2 separate regions of the Mus musculus genome follow, and region 1 is linked to region 2. A link is a contact called in public HiChIP or PLAC-seq data. All regions are on one chromosome and are shown on one strand. The core of a region is the stretch at or near the end of the contact, and the rest is flanking DNA. Distances in the headings are between cores, read along the strand shown.

Region 1 (2,916 bases), core at 23-2,522, 410 kb after region 2:
AAGCATCAAAGAAAGCCAGATGCCAAGTCCCCGTAAGAAGAAAAGAAAGGGCCTCCAAAGTTTGGAAAACTTTAAGGTCTGGAGATGGGGACAAGGGGTGCTCCTGGGAGAAGGGAGAAGCTCACCTGTTGATGGAGGTACGAAAGTTTGGCTCTCCCACCCTCCTCCCACCGCGATTCCCAGATCCCTGCCACGCCCAGCCCAGCCTTCTTGCCAGGCCCAATACTCACCTTGAGCCCTCGGATCTCGCCGAGATGCAGCTGCAGGCGGCGGTTGACCTCGCGAATGAGGTTGCTGTGGTCCAGCATCGCGCTCACCTTCTCGGCTTCGGCTCGCCGCAGGCTGCGGATCAGCTCCTCCTTGCTCCACTGCAGCAGCTCTTCGTCCGTCACTTTAGATAGATCATCCACGCCCGTGGGTGTCGACGCACCGGCCGGAGCCGAGGGACAACTTTCCGCCGCTGGCGCTGAGCCTCCAGCCGCCTTAGACATGGTATCCGCGCAGCGGCAGGTGCGAGTGGGTAGAGGCGAAACGACTGGCGAAGGTGCAGGCGCGGCTGGGTGGCCTCCTCCCACACCCCTGTACGCTTCCAGAGTCAGAGGTACCTCCGGGGGACCGCTGCGTGGGGACGGCAGGAATCGCGCTGCGTGGCCATCCTACCTCGCCATCCAAGCGCGAGTACCTGCCGAATCTCGGGGCCCGACAGCCAGTTCCTGGTGGCTGCATAGGTCCGTCCCAACTCGGCGCAATTCCATGGTGAAGGGCGCCGGGGAGCAGGAGCGGGCGGGGACACCAAGAGAGATCTGTCTCAATCCCCTGCCCTCTCCTTCGCTCAGATCCAGACAGCCATCCCTCACGGTCTGACACACACACACACACACACACACACACACACACACACACACACAGGCACACGATGCACACGCCCTTCCCTCTCGCTTGCTAAACCCCGAGGCTCCGCTGCTACCCTAGGGCGAGCTGCTGTCCTTCCCAGAAAGCTCCGCGCAGCTGGCTAGCTGTAGTCCTATGGCTGATCCTAAACTGTTCTGGGAAGCCTTGGGTTTTCAGAGCCCAGAAAAGGATGGGCGGGGATTGGGGAGCAGCAGCAGGGAGGAAGCTGGCTCCCGGGGCGCCCGCATTCCGCAACACCTTCTGCAAAGGCCAAACCCGAATGGCACTCAGCTGCCCAACCGGACCCTGAGCTCCTGGTGCTCTGCTGCTAGGGACGATTGGGAGCGCGGTTCCCAGAGCACAGGGATGCGGGTGGGGCTGGAGTCAAGAGCAGGTGCCGCCAGGGCGTTGAGAGGCTCGCGCGCGCCACCAAGTGACTATAGGCTGTCCCCTCCCCTCCATCTCTGCAAGTCAGACTAGTTCAGGAGAGGCAGCCTGCTGACCAAAATGAGCGACATTCAGTTCTTGGAAGAATTGGATGCAGAAATTTCGAGAGCAAGACATATGACTAACTAGCTAGATGCACTTCGGAGAACTGGAGAAGAGGGAAGAAAGCCTGTACCGGAGGTCACAAAATCCTCAAGTTCAGGAAATCAGGGCAAAGAGCTGTTAAATTCAGCCCTTTGGGGACCTCCACCCCATTCCCAGGCCTTTGTTTTCTCTAAAATCTCACCACCTTATGAAGAAGCTTCAGGTGGAAGTACTTGGCCCTTTTAAAGTTCGTTTGGGAAATATCAAGGCCTTTAGAAAATAAAATAACTTCTGCTTCTCCAGGAGCCTGGATTTTCAGGTCTGCATACCCGGTGCCCTTGGCAAAGTAAACTGAAATACCAACCAATACCAACTGAGCTTTTCACTCCTCTGTGCTGCAAACTGGGCTGGCCTTTGATGGTCCGATCTGGAAGGAGGGTTCTATGTTTTGGCTAGTCTCTGGTTAAATACAGCACAATCCTCTTTCAGCTGAAAATACACTTGTTTTCCTAAAGGATGGGTGCAGAAGGCCCTGACAGTATCATTTCTAGGAAGCTGACAGGACCAGAAAATTATAGAATCACACTATCCCAGCCTGAGCTTCTGTCACAGTGAGGGTCTCAATCAGTTCCCTCTAATGAGGCAGTGCATATCCTCTTTAAAGCTGCCACCTTGTGAAAAATGATGAGTTAGGGACTGAAACCTTTGCCTTCTGGAGATCGAAGGAAAGTAGTACGGTTAGCCCCTGACCATGAACACACACACACACACACACACACACACACACACACACACACACACACACCACATACATAACTGTACTCATAGAGACTTCCTTCTGTATCTGGGCCTTTGCCCTCTCTTCTCACAGCATGCATGTACTCTCACCTTCTCTCTGACATACTGGCATCCAACTCTCCCCCCCCCCCACACACACACACACTAACCTTTGGTCATATTTGCAACCCAAAAATGTCTTCCTTGGTACGCTGAAGCACTGTAATCCTAGGAGAAAGTGGCTCCTCTCTCAATTTTCAGCAAAGGGAGAAGTCTGTTAAAGGTTTCTTTCAACACACCCAGAGACCAAGACCCAGCTAGTCCTCCAATGCTTTCCACTGCTTACTTCAGCTTACAACCCTCCCAACCTTTCACTTCAGATAACTCAGTCCTTCCCCTGTATTAATGGTCTTGACTATGTCTGGTGTAATTTTCTTGACATTTCCTTGTCTCTCCGATGCACAGGTTTTTAAGAGAATGCTGCATAACAGTTTGGAAATGGAAGAGAATACACAAGATGGAAAATTGTGAATGTCGTTCCATGTTCTTGCTTTTGATGAATCTTGAGTCACTGGTACTCAGGCCCCATGGAGACGGCTTGCTTTTAGGTGCTTCATCGGGACTTTAAAACAAAGTTCAGCCAATGATTACAGTGCCCAGGGCAGCTTCTTGTTTGAATCTTGGAACCACCATGGTATTTATCCCTAGATGACAGGA
Region 2 (2,986 bases), core at 61-2,560:
ATTCTAAGGACTAGATATTGTGAAACTTTAAAACTTTAACTTCTTAAAAGACAAAGAAGGGGAAAATTATATCCCCGTGCATACTATTTAGTGCATTCGCGTGCACACTATTTAATTCATACTTTATTTTCGAATTTTGAAATTTAGATCTCAAATAATTTAATACATGCTTTGTAGTATCTTAAAAGGATCTGCTTATTGGCCTATAATTTGATCCTAAACAACTACCTTATTAGGGAAGGGAAAAACATAGGTTCTCTTCACAGAACACTGCAAAAGCATGATGGTTAATTTGTGTGACGAGCTGGCAGGTGAGTTGACTCAGTGCCCTGATTGAAGTGACTAAGAAACTAAATTGGATACCTGTTTTAGACCCATCCTTGCTTGCCAATTTTTCCAGTTTGGACTAGCTTCAAGCTTTTTAGCTTTATGGCCAAAAGAACATCAGAGACTGTATATTCTGACTTAGTAAGATTAGTAATTTAATAGAGTCATAATGATATTTCTCTTTTCTTTAATGTGACCAGTTATTCTAACTCAATCTTAGACTGGTCTAATATTTAGTCCAATATTAGAGATTCCTATTGTAGATAACTGAAATTCTTAATTACCTAGCAAAGTTAATTCAAAGCACAGCCTCCACTTCCAGAGAATCTCTGGCCGTTTTACTAATTCTAAAAACCAGCTCCCCCACAAGGCGGCCAGAGACTGAGCTTGAGCCTTGCTAATTTGCAACTGAATAAAGTACCTGGACTTCCCTAAAAGAAGCTTTGCATTTTGTTACTTTCTCATTGTCTAGATCTTGTCTTTCAAGCAGGTCAATCAACACCTTCAGCCTGACTACAGCTGGCATGCATCCCTTCCCCCAAGAGCCTGCAGGTGGCAGGTGCTAATTTTCATTCTAAAGGCTTTCCAGCACGAATTGTGGCTTCTGGTCTGATTTGGGATTAAGGTTTGCTATCAGGGCTAGAAAGGCAGAAATTTCAGATATTAGCAATAGTCACTTGGAAACTTGGAACATTGATGAATTGGCCAGAGATTTAAAAACAACCTAAGTACATTGAATCCCCTGGATTGGGTTCAATATATAATCCTACTTGCTATTATTATTGGCACTATTTTATTAGTAAATCGTTGTGTTTTCACTCATCTTTAGAGCACTCCTAAGATCTGTAGCTAGACGAGGTGGGACATCCTAGAACTTCAGCTGAATAATAAAAGAATGGGGGAGATGCCATGCACACTCCGGTGAAGTCCGCTTGATAGGCTGAGAAGCCTAAAAAGCACTCATGAGGCAAGAGTTTCACAGAAGCTCACCTCCTGGAGCCTTGGCATTCTCATTAACCTGTACGTTCTTACCCTATCCCTGCGTTTGTCTGGTGTATGGATCCATGTGCTCTCCTTTAGTGTTGTCTTACTATAGTGCCTTTTAAAATTGAATCTTGATATAGTTAAGTCAGTGTTCCAACATCCTAGAAAGACCGTTTAGCTGAATACTTGGAGTTCAACAAGGAAGTTACCTATTCAGTTACTAATTAAGCATTACAAAAGACAGAGCCAACAGCTCAGGGCTAGTCTGCAAGATATTTACTAGGACAGAAAGGACAGTCTTATCCAGATATGGCTTACCATAAGAAAAGTTAGAAAATCCCACTAAGACAGGTTTCTTCATTAGGCCCTAAGAATTCAGGCAGAACTATAGAGCATAAATAAATTTTATGCCTCAGCCCAGCCTTTTCTTTTATATATTAACAACCAGGAGGAGATGTAACCCACCCCACCCCACCCCCAGCCTGAAACCTGGTTGCTCAGGTTTCACTATTAGCAAGAAGAGAGCATCGGGATGGAGCCTGCCACCCTATCGTTCTGTCACTCCCACTGCTGCTGCCTGCCCCCTAGCTGTTCTGGAGCCAAACACGTGGTCACCTGAAACTGGACTCCAGGATGATTTGGTGGGAATGGGCCCCTTCCCCCTGCTTCATAACCCAGTGTCTGGAATAGTAAAATTGAACCTTGATCAGTCTTGGTTTCATCTTTCTCACATCGCCTAGTCCCCTCTTCTCTTCCAGATTCCAGGATGCCTTCCAGGTTAGAACCCAGACATGTGAGCCGCTGGCCGGCCGCAACACAAAACAATCTAAAACAAATCAAGTAAACTAAGATACTGTATGTACCTATACATAGGCCTTTCCTATCTTGCCAAATAGGAAAAGATACTCAAGATACCAATGGAGCACTAGCAGAATATAAGCTTTATGTGGCTGGGTAAACAATCTATACCATCTTTCTGTTTGGATCTCTGTTCAGAACCACAGACATATTTTATAAATACGTATATAATATCTGTCTATTGAACTCTCTACCTGGAGACACAGACTTTGATAATTAATACCTGTTCAAACCAGTCAATGATTATCACTTCACTCTCTACTCTGGAGTCAGTGACTAATATTCTCTATCCTAGATCAAATTAAAACAATCCAAAACAAATTATGTAAACTAAAATACTCTATATGTGTATACTTAGGCCTTCGCTATGTTGCCAAGAGGATATAAAACCCTGTGTTCCTGAAAAGCCCATGTTAGACAGAATGTGAGAATCCTGTGAAGCAAGTAAAGCAATTTTATACTATCTTATGGTTCGGCTTTTGGCCTAGAGTAGCTAGCTTGTTATAACACCAATCAGATCAGCTAGATGCCTGGAGTCACAGACATTTCTTTTACTAATATTTGTCCACTGCCCTCTCTACTTGAAGTCAGTGACTAATTTACCCTATACTATTCTAAACTACAGTTGAAATTTCCCACATGATTCAGACAAAATCTGTACACAAATCTATCCTAAAAGACTAAAATACTGTAGGTGCCTATTCTTAGGCCTTTTCTAATTTTCCATGCAGGATTTAAACCCAGAATTCCTGTGGAGCCCACATTAGACAGAATTTGAATATCCTGTGATGTGTATTAGAGTAATATATCTTTATAC

What was found. HiChIP or PLAC-seq counts read pairs in DNA pulled down with a chosen protein or histone mark.
Region 1: a contact with region 2 is called in an H3K27ac HiChIP or PLAC-seq map of embryonic stem cells, with 3 times the contacts expected there. The contact joins the promoter of Ccdc85a here to the enhancer-like site in region 2. A contact is called at or near these places in 9 of 39 promoter capture datasets (cranial neural crest, embryonic stem cells, hippocampal neurons and 2 more), 1 of 484 Hi-C or Micro-C datasets (embryonic stem cells) and 5 of 115 datasets of contacts at active chromatin or transcription factors (embryonic stem cells and stem cell-derived neural progenitor cells).

The regions. Positions count from the first base shown.
Region 1 is chr11:28,583,052-28,585,967 of GRCm38.p6, forward strand. Ccdc85a (coiled-coil domain containing 85A) reads right to left here and starts at 1,273. Exons shown (of 5, transcript NM_181577.5): 1 at 231-1,273. The coding sequence starts at 491.
Region 2 is chr11:28,170,596-28,173,581 of GRCm38.p6, forward strand. No RefSeq gene overlaps it. Among named protein-coding and RNA genes, the nearest start is that of Ccdc85a, 410 kb to the right of the region's middle. Within about 2 kb of position 1,311, at least 4 of the 459 cell types and tissues checked have an H3K27ac peak or open chromatin away from gene starts, as enhancers often do. A contact at or near this core is called in embryonic stem cells and stem cell-derived epiblast-like cells, where this site is marked.